Regions from separate parts of the Ovis aries genome. Here region 2 is linked to region 1. Evidence: chromatin contacts called from public Hi-C data. All regions are on one chromosome and are shown on one strand. Each heading gives the region's core, a stretch centred on a gene start, on an enhancer-like site or on the middle of the called end of the contact. The rest is flanking DNA. Distances are from core to core; before and after follow the strand shown. Region 1 has its middle 78 kb from the start of CCNL1. Region 2 overlaps KCNAB1 (potassium voltage-gated channel subfamily A regulatory beta subunit 1).

Region 1 (5,218 bases), core at 907-3,406:
GAGGAAAGACATCTTTTGTAATTTAATCTCAAAAACTGGCATCTCATCACTTTTGTCATCTTCTGTTTGTTTAGAGGGTCACTAGGACCAGCCCACATGAGAAGGCAGTTCACACAGGGAGTGAATACTAGTAGGTGGTGATCACTGGGCTGTTTTAGAGGCTGCCCACGACACACACCATAGCTGTTTCAGGCACGATCACAGCATTATCTCATTCTGCATAAATTATAGAGAAAGGTATATAATTTCACTGCATATTAGTTTGTTTTTGTCGATGGGTACACGCTGGTCCTCAGGAGCCCTGAAGAACAATGTGCTTCATTTCACATCTCTCCCTAAGGATTTTATACAACCCACTTGGCACTCACACTGTTATTATTAGATGGATTCAGCCAAAAGCTGCCTGTGTGGGTAGAGATAGGTGGGAAGGTAGGGAGGCAGAGAAAGGAAGTGATCAGGACCCTAAATTGAATAAAGAAAAAGGTTACACGCCAACTGGAAATTAGAAATGAATCTGAGTGGAACTAAGCATCGAGGTTGACAGCTCATATGCACGATGCCAACTTGCCACAGCTTGGCAGTGCCCTTGGTTTTCCCACACGCAACTGAAAATAGCTAGCATTCATCCTGAGGGAGTGCTTCTAAAATAAGTAACTACTGGGAGCTATACCTCACTGCTCATTCAAGTTGGAAGCAGTCTGCAATTATTTTGCCGAAATTAGATACAAATTAAGTTGCCACTTCCGGAACCCTTTCTCCTGTACTATATAACAGGAAAAGGACACTAAATTTTGAACTTGGACATTTTAGATTTCTTAAAAATAAATGTGATAGCTGATAGGATACCCACAAAGGCATATTATTGATACTAATCTCTTGTGAAACCTAATCTCTTCAGGAGCCTGATTTTCTGATTTTTCAGACCTAGGTTAAGCTGCTATGGACACATATTGACAGTCCAGTAAAGATGACTGAAGGGGAGGATCACACTTGAATAGACCGTGTGGAACCATCACTAAATCTATCAGGGACAGAAGAGAGAGGACTAGTGTAGAACTGTCTGCTGGAATGGATATGGATGGTTCTGCTCCCACTTTTTTTTTTTTTTTTGGTGATCTGAAAGCTCTCAGAATCTTCATCCATTTGGATATAGAAAATCTACCATGTTTTTAAAAGCAAACCAGAATAAACACACATGCAAACAAATAATAATGATGATCATTTGGGGGATATCCTGTTAACCTTGCCTAAAAAGGACCTGGCATACAGATATTGTGGGTGTTTCAGGGGTTTTCTGCCATGGAAGAGCTCCTGAACTGTATTATCTCCTTAATAAAACACCACCTTCTTTTTTAAAGAACTTTTTATGTCGACCATTTTTAAAGTCTTTATTATAGAGTTTGTTACAATGCTGCTTCTGTTTTATGGCCACAAGGCATATGGGATCTTAGCTCCCCGACCAGGAATTGAACCTGTATTGAATTGAACCCCTGCATTGGAAGGTGAAGTCTTAACCACTGGACCACCAAGGCTAAAACACCATCTTCTTTGAGCTTCCCTTGGAAGAAGTGGATGAATGTCTAAAAGCCCAGCTGTCCTGGAACCTAGGAGGCTGTTGTCCTGCAGGGTTGGATGCTTCCCCACAACTTTGACTTCCAACTTCCCTTTGCAGAAGGCAAAGATTACTTTCTTTTCATTGTTGCAGACATGAGTCACAGCTGAAGCACGATCAGTCTCCCCCCCATGAACCCCACATATCTCCACCCTTTATCCTTATCATGATCTGGTGATTCTTAGAAGTGACCAATGAAATAAAGAGCTCCAGATAGAAACTGTCCTCCTCAGGGAAGGTATTTTTTCTTTTTGTCTCCATAATTCTCAAACAAAAACTTCTGAAAGGTCCACTAAGCAAACCCTTAAGATGGTGACCCTTTACAATCTCATTTTAATGTTAGGGGTTATTTCATGCCTTGTTTAAATTTTGACATTATATTCAAGTCTCTTTTTCCAGATTTCTTAGGGCTTGGGGAGAAAATGAAGCTCAGTGGAATCAAACTGAGTGCTCTGACATGAACTGGTGTCGGCAGTGGCTCCCCGCGCAGCTTGCGGCTGTCTCCCACAGCATGTCTCCTGGGAGTGGTGAGTTCACCACAGTATTTATTCTGACAGAAGCAGCACAGACAGTCTCTGCCTGCCTCAGGTCAGCCCAACATTCAAAGCAACCACCCTGTGTGGACATCGTTCCGCCTTCCCAGAACTTACCTCGGCCTTAAAAAATCCCTTTCTAAAGAAGCAGGCCTTTCAGGACAGTCATACACCAAGCAGTGACAACCTGAATGGGCTCCTGGGAGAAGGGCTGCTCTTCCTTGTCTCCTCCAGACCACTGACCCCAGCCTCCTAGAGGCCACCCCATGACCCCTGAGTGGGGAGAGGGGAACTCAGATCCATAACCCCGGACTTAGACATTCAAAAGATGGCCAACAAGGAGAGAGAGAGGGCTGAGGGGACCAACAGGGGCAAATTCAGAACATTGAGACTCATTTATTTTCACCATTTAGGAAATTTTTTGATTAGCATCCTTTTTCCTTTTCTGATTTCAAAGTAATAAATAATGCTTAACCTCTTGGGAAGTTAATTCCGGGGAGTTAGAATCTGCAGTGGGAAGGAGTAAGATCGCAGGGTGAGCAGGGAAGAGGCTGCTCCCTGTTCTCTCCCCAAGTCCTCTCCCCTGTGGCTCCCACCTCCCCAACACACAGACATACACACACACCCCCTCTCCCTCTCCATGGTTCATCCAGTATAAAAATAGCTGTCCAGGGTCTGTTATTCATCCCCAAGCAGCAGTCAAGAGTGGGCCTCCCTGCAGTGCCTGCTGCCCTTTGGGAGCTTAGACTATCAGGTGATGCCTCACGCCTCCCATTCCCCACGCCTAGTTAGATAAATGTCCTCGCTGACCTCAGACGGTTTTATTTTAATCAGCAGTATGGTTTTTTGAGAGGAAAATCCTCCCCGGCTTTCCGAGTCGGCAGGGCCGTCCCCTCCTCCACGCCCGGACCGCAGTGCCAGGGAGCGTTTCCATCTGTGCTGGGAAAGAACGGCCTCTCTGTGCTGCCTGGCACGTTCAGCGCGCGGGCGCGGAGGCGGGAACACGCTCTCCCGCAGGGGAACAGCTTTCCAGGGGTCTTGGGGAGGCTATGGCCTTTCCTAACGAGGGCAGGCGCCTCGGGCCCCAGCTCATTCCTGGCAGGATCACCCGATCCCTACCTGGGGCACTGATTCCCCCGGGGAGGGGAGTCACCTGCCCCCGGGTGCCGGCGGTCCGACCGCCAAGACTAACGCATGCGCGGAGAGGGGCCGATTCCCTCGCGGGGCTCGGCGCCAGGGCGCATGCGTCAGCGGTGGTGGGGCGGGCCCCCGGAGGGGCCCCTTCAGAGAACCCAGACCCTGTCGGTCTAGATTCCCGGCAACGTGTTCGTGACAAGGCACTGTTGGAAAAGAGTCACAGAGGGCTAAAGGTCCTTTGAAGGGCGTTTGCTTCGTGCCTCCATTTTACAGATAAGAAAACTGAGCTCCAGGGAAGTGTTGGAAACCGCCTGACGCTGCACTTGTGAATTCTGCGATCTGGGACCAGATCCAGCTTTTATTGTCAAGGATTAGGCACTGGTTCACTGAGCATTTATCTAGCGCCTCGACTTACCATTGTCCTAAATGTATGTATGGCATGAAAGATAACCACAAATACATCAGAAGCAGCGAAGCCGTGGCCATCGCAGACTTGGGCATAGAGTGACACAGTCCTGGGTTTGATTTGCTACTTTGCTAACTGAATGGGCTGGTGAAGCAGTTAACCTCTCTAAGCCCTAGTTTTCTCGTCTGCAAAACAGAGATTTCAAAAAAAAAAAAAAGAACCTACATGCTAAGGTCGCACACAGGACTTAAATGAGATAAGGTGCACACTGCTTAGCGTGTAGCCTGCACTTGTAAGTCACTCAAACAAATATTCACGCAATGTTTTGAGAAGTCAAAAGTGCTAGGCTCACAGGCGTTCCTGAAACAATCACGGTTCTCATTTCCAGACAGAAGTAGGCTGCACCAGAGGAAAGGTACTTTCCCAAGCACAGCACTTGGGGAGACTCACACAGGGTTACGTGACCTGGCAAGACAGGGAAAGGAGGAAATGGCCTCTGGTTATCTTTCCTCCTGCTGCCCTGTCCTTCCCCCTCCCTCTTCCCTTCCTCCCCACCCAACTCTCACTGTGACTCATGGTGGCTGCAGAGATACATTGGGACCTCTTTTCAGGGTGAAATATGTTCTGTGAGATGGTGCAGTTTGTGTTTTTCTTAGGCGGACGGGGCACAAGAAGCAGCAATGGAGTAAAGTGGATAAGATGCCCACTGGAGAAGAAGGGTCGACATAGAGGTGGTCCCTGAAGCTGGGGTGGAGCTGAGATGACTCAGAGCAGGCAGGCTGAGAAGATCATAGCGGGGATGAGACCCTGACACACACCAGCTTCCAAAGACCAAATAGGGATCTTGAGGAGGCAGCAGAGAAGTGGGAAGAAATCTAGAAGAAACAAAAAGCAGCATCAAGCCGTGCAAATGAGACTGTTCGGGGTGAGGAGGTAGTAGGGAGTCGGAAATGACACAGAGAGGTCCAGCGCACCCGCCCTGGAATGTGCCTGCTGAGCTCAACAATGAGGAAGTTATTACTGACTCGTGTGACTCCAGTTTCAGTGGGAACGTGAGAGCAGAAACCGAGTCCCAGGGGCTTAGAAGTCGATGTAGGCAGGCCAGAGGAGCAGCAGGGGGAGTGGGTACAGCCCACTGTTGCAGGAGAGCTGACTTGCAGGGAAGGGGAAGTTACAGCTGGACATGAGTTTTTGTCATTGCCTTACTATTGTGGGAAGCTGAGACGAGCTTAAAGGGTAAAGAGAAGCAGGAAGGGTTAACAGGCAGGACAAGGATGGACTCTCAGTAGAGCCTCCATAGGGGTGAATGAGAGGAGAGGGGATTCTGATCCCAGATAAACCAAAGGAAGGATTCCTCTCCTGTGGTTCTTTTCTTTCTACCATGTGAGAGGAAGCAATGCATTGGGAAGGTTTAGAAACTGACTCAGGAGTTCTGCAAAGCAAGGTTCGTCTGTGTCAGGATCTAGCCATGGCAGCCATCTGACCATCAGACGCTCTGGAGCTGTGCCGAATGCCACACAAATCCTGTGA
Region 2 (5,218 bases), core at 1,118-3,617, 590 kb before region 1:
AGACATAAGGAAGAGCAGTGCAGAGGCCCTGAGATGGGGAGTGAGTGTGTGTGTGTGTGCGCGCGCGCGTGTGCGTGAGCTCAGTCGTTTCTGACTGTGCCGCCTTGGACTGTGGAGTGTGTGTGTGTGTGTGTGTGTGTGTGCGCGCGTGTGCGTGAGCTCAGTCGTTTCTGACTGTGCCGCCTTGGACTGTGGAGTGTATGTGTGTGTGCACGCACTGTCGTTTCTGTGACGCCTTGGACTGTGGCCCACCAGGCTCCCCCTGTCCATGGGATTCTCCAGGCAAGAATACTGGAGTGGGTTGCCATGCCCTCCTCCAGGGGATCTTCCTGAACCAGGGATTGAACCCGTGTCGCCTGCATCTCCTGCAGTGGCAGGCAGGTTCTTTACCACTAGGCCATCTGGGAAACCTGGGATGGAAAGGCACTTGGCTTTTCTCCAGGAAGCACAAGCCTGAGGCTAATGTGGTCAACATGCAGTGAGCATAAAGGGTGGTGACCACAGGCAGGGAACAGGTCACACAAAACAGAACGCTAGAGCAGGCAGAGTTTTGTACTACTCATAGGAAATCCTTCGGAGGGTTTCAAGAGAAGGGATACACTGTTATTTGAATTTTTAAAGATTGCTTTGGCTGCTGTGTGAAATGCAAAATGAAGGAAGGCAAGGATGGGTTATCCAGGTGACAGGTGATGGTGGCTGGACTAGCAAGGATTCCATAGGTTTTGGTGAGACATGGCTTGCGGATGGCTTGGCAAGAAGAGGGAGGAGTTGAGGATTCCTATCATGCTAATAGAGTGATCACTGTCATTCCAAGGGGAGGCTAATACTGTTTGAGATGGTTGTGGGAGTTCTTCAGATAGCCAAAGATATATTTCAGAGAACTGAGTCCGTAATCTTCCCAAAGCATTTCCTCCCTAACTCTGGCTGTTAGCAGGATGGGGCTTCTGTGCTCTAAGGGTAAGAGAAAGGGGGTGTTATCAAGCAGGGAGCTGTTACCTGGAGGGCTTACTGTCCCCTCTCCCTTCCTACCCCACCTCCCGTGAACCCAGCACCAGAGATTCCGCCCTTGGCAAGCTGTGACTGGGCCCCTCCATACCGTGAGAGTAGATTGGGTGGCTGGGGGCTACCAGCAGTGGTAGGTGAGATTGAATAAAAGAGTGCAGTGTCTGGGGCTATAAAGAAGGAAGTTTGTAATGGGCAAAGGAAGGCAGCTGCTCCAAGGAATGAATGTGCCTAAGGTGAGCATAAACTGGAGGGGCATTTATCAGTCAGGGCCTCAACAGATCAGACTGGAGAGAAGCCGCAGCTGCAGGCAGCCCTCCTGCACAGGTCCCCATCCTCCAGCCTTAAAGCCCCTCTGAGGTTCCCCGCCACGTACTCAGAGAAGTCCAGGCTTCTCAGCAGTTGGGCCTTCCCATCCAGGGCTCATCTCCCCCCACCCCCACCCCCTCGTTTACCTCCCCCAGGATGTCCTAATCCCCAAAATAGTGGTCCTCCACCTGCGGTATCCACCACCCCAGACTCCCAAATCCTGCTCCATCCCCCAGGTCGAGCTCGACAGTGACCCAGTTCTGGGAGGACTTCCCTAATACCTGCCAGCCCTGCAGTGCCACCCAGACCCTTCCTCACCTAATTGCTGCAGTCACGATAACACTATGCCTGCAAAACTGCTAGGTCGTGGGATGTTTGTGTGATCTGTAGATGAAAATGTTTTCAAATAGTTGCCAACATTAAAAAATGGGGCAACTTCACATAAAATGCTGAATGTGTGACTTCTCTTGAATATTTAGGTCTTGTGTGTATATGGATACACACACACATTTATACACACATACACACAAGCATATACACACACATACATACATATGTATACATATATATATTTCATGTTTTATTCAAGTACTTTTATGATTTCACTTTTCTGATGTTTAGATCTCTTATTGGTATAATAAATGAAGAATCCTTTTCCTCACATGGCTAACCCACTATATTTTAGATACAAAACTTCTGACAAGTCCAGTTTCTAGATTTGAGTTTCACTGTTGTCTCACTCTAAATAGCATAATAGTTTAGATCCTCTGAGGCTCCAGAGCTGGTGGGAAACCAAACTCTCCTTTGGCTTCAGAGAGGAAAATGTTACAGAGCAGTGAGGAAAGAGCTCTGCCATCCAACCAAGCCCTGAGGTCCTGAGGCAAGCACTGAGTAGAGACAAGGTCACCCTGGCCAACATGACTACAGCGGAGGGTGAGGCTGAAACCGCACAGTCGGTCACCGTGAGTGTATTTCACCACGGTCTCCACACAGGGTCAGACTATTCTTGCAAGAAAGTCTGCCTTTGTCTCGTCTTGTGGTGCAATGCATGCCCTTGGCCCACTTCGTGCAATAAACACTAGCCGGCCCTAGATGAGCTCATCCTTTCCCAGGGCTTCAGTGAGCATGACTGTGCAAATAACTCACGAATTCTCACTACCACTGAACTCCACAGCTGCACTTCTGGTTGCCTGCAAGTCACTTCTCCATGGGGTCCTACAGACATCTTCACCTCAGCATATCCACCCCCCGCCCCAAACTTCTTATGCTCCTAACTTCTCCTCCTGTGGTCTCTCTACAGTTAGCTACACCAGTATCTTCCTAGTCACCCAGTCTTGAGATCACCATCAGCCTCCAAACTCTCTCTCCGAGTCACTCCTTTTCTCCTCCCCCACCACTGTCTTCCCAGGTGATGCCATGGTAAAGAATCTGCCTGCCAGTGCAGCAGACACAAGACACGCGGTTCCATCTCTGGGTCGGGAAAACCCTGTTGAGTAGGCAATGGCAACCCACTCGAGTATTCTCACCTGGGAAATCCCATGGACAGAGGAGCCTGGTAGGCTACAGTCCATGGGGTCACAGAGTCGAACGTGACTGAGTACGCACACACTACTGTCTAGTTAAGGCTCTTAGTGTCTGGCTACGATTAGAGTATTTCTAACATTTGTATCCCCTTTCAATCTCCTTCCAACTCATCCTTCAGAATACATCCAGGTGTCTGATGGGGTCATTCACAGTTGAGAAGTCCTGAGAGGTTCCACACCACGTACAGCATAAAGCTCCAGCTCCAAAAAACAGCATTCAGGGCCTTCCATTCTTTACAACTTCCCTCTTCCCATCATCTCCACACCTCCCATACTCTCTCCCCACTTTTATCAGCCCATTCACAGACTTCTCACTTCATGCTCTTCCATCAACCTAGGATGCCAGTTAACCTGCGGCTATCCTTCACCAGGGTTCTGCCCACCAGGTAGAATCTCAGTCTCTAGACCCATGCTGTCCACTACTGTAGCCTCCAGCCACACGTGGCTACTGTGTGTAAGGCAGCTAATCTAAATGGAATTAAGTGTAAAACGTACTCTGGGTCTGAAAGACTTAAAACATGTAAAACATCTTAATTACATTCTATACTGACTACAAGTTCAAATGATATTTCAACTCTAATGGAGTAAAATGCATATTAATTTCACCTGCTTCTTTCCACTTTTATTACTGTGACTACTAGAAAATCTAAAATTACATATATGGCTCTCATTTTATTTCTGTTGGATAGAGCTGCTCTAGGTATTCTGTATTTCTATGACAACCAATAATTACGAGCACCTACTAAGGGCCAAGCACCCTTACAGGCTCTAGAGCTGCAGTGTGAACAGACGAGGCCCCTGACCTTACGGAGCTTCCTGTCTGCTGGGGAGGCAGCATTTAGTGGTGATTTGTAAACATATCCAAATCTAGATGATGTCACTTAACATTTAGTACAAAACTCAATACCAAGTACTGACTTCATCCTTTGTTCTTGTGCTCTCAGGTCCTCCCAAAGATGACATCACACGTGGTAAACGAGATTGATAACATATTGCGCAACAAGCCCTACAGCAAAAAGGACTATAGATCCTAAGGCAATGCATGGGCCCCAAGGAGCTGCATGGGTAAAACAGCGGTCTATACAGGTACAGGATGGTGTCACTAGCCAGTGTTTTGAATCACTTAGCAGCCCACTGCTCAACCTCTAGTGTCCCTGGATTCTGAGGTGTCTGCTGTCGCTACCACTGTGCACCTGAAATTATGAACATACCTAAAAACTCACAAACAGGAAAATCCATTCTATTTTCTTACCTTGGACTGGAGTCACCTATTCTTACATTGCTCTGTACACCTCATGGTTAGGCAAAGTATATGGCAGGGAAAAGACATATTCCCTTCAGGCACTTAGTAACTTAAAAAACGTTGGACAAATATATTACAAAATCCACAGATTCAGCGTGGATTGCATCAGAAAGAGGAGGCTGTGTTCACTCAGAAGTCTTGCTTGAGAGAATCAGATGAAACAATTTTACTGAATTTTTTTTTTTCTATTTTCACATTCACGTTGTTTCATAAAATTAACTTTCATTACCTTTTAGCGTTGGCCTCAAAAATGGCCCTGTATAGCAGTTTCTCCAAAGCGTCTGTTAGAATTCTAATAATAATATGTTCATTTACACGGAGAGATGGTAAGAGGATGAAGACCCCCATCTTTAACTAGAGACAGTTCGGTTAATTTATGAAAGCGAGAACTACACTACTACAGAAGCTTTGCTTTGAATAAAATGTACCTGCAATGAAGTATTCATTTTTTTCTACATTTTACTAAAACCTGCTTTATTCTTTTTGACTGCTTGTAGGCACAGCTTCTGCAAGTTTAAATATTTGAGCTTTAAGAACAAATATACACATGCTCACTTTTGTTAAGTAAACCTGTAAAAACACCCAGAAGGGCAAATGTTTGCTGTTTAATTAGCACTGGGATTTTACAGCATAATGCTTGGTGTTTTTAACATGAAAGTAATCATGGGCTTTGTGAAAATGCTGTCACTACTCAACATATGCTGGGTAAAGTAACACACCCAAAGAAAAGCAAATGTTAAAGAACTTCCCGACTCCATAATCACACTATGTGCATTAAACTATATGCATGAAACCTCTTTGCATGGATTAATGGGGCCTAGCCTTGTGGCACTCAGCTGAGGTATACCCAGCCCTGCCACTATTGGCTACCTACATATACCACTAGAGAAAACCTGAGTATACTGTATGTACCTGTAAGGAGAAAACTTTCTTCCAGTTTGAAGGTGTATGTCAAGGGGGGAGGTCCATTATATCTCTATTTGGACACCTGAGCATGTACACAATTCTGATTTAATTTACT

The links. Hi-C and Micro-C count contacts between places; a contact is called where the count stands out from the background.
Region 2: a contact with region 1 is called in a Hi-C map of tail adipose tissue, with 3 times the contacts expected there. The contact joins two enhancer-like sites. A contact is called at or near these places in 5 of 16 Hi-C or Micro-C datasets (liver, muscle, omental adipose tissue and 1 more).

What each region holds. Positions count from the first base shown.
Region 1 is chr1:231,243,624-231,248,841 of ARS-UI_Ramb_v3.0, reverse strand. No RefSeq gene overlaps it. Among named protein-coding and RNA genes, the nearest start is that of CCNL1, 78 kb to the right of the region's middle. Within about 2 kb of position 2,156, at least 44 of the 54 cell types and tissues checked have an H3K27ac peak or open chromatin away from gene starts, as enhancers often do. A contact at or near this core is called in tail adipose tissue, where this site is marked.
Region 2 is chr1:231,834,075-231,839,292 of ARS-UI_Ramb_v3.0, reverse strand. It overlaps KCNAB1 (potassium voltage-gated channel subfamily A regulatory beta subunit 1), which reads left to right. Exons shown (of 14, transcript XM_004003226.6): 14 at 3,839-5,218. The coding sequence ends at 3,928. Among named protein-coding and RNA genes, the nearest start is that of SSR3, 18 kb to the right of the region's middle. Within about 2 kb of position 2,367, at least 21 of the 54 cell types and tissues checked have an H3K27ac peak or open chromatin away from gene starts, as enhancers often do. A contact at or near this core is called in tail adipose tissue, where this site is marked.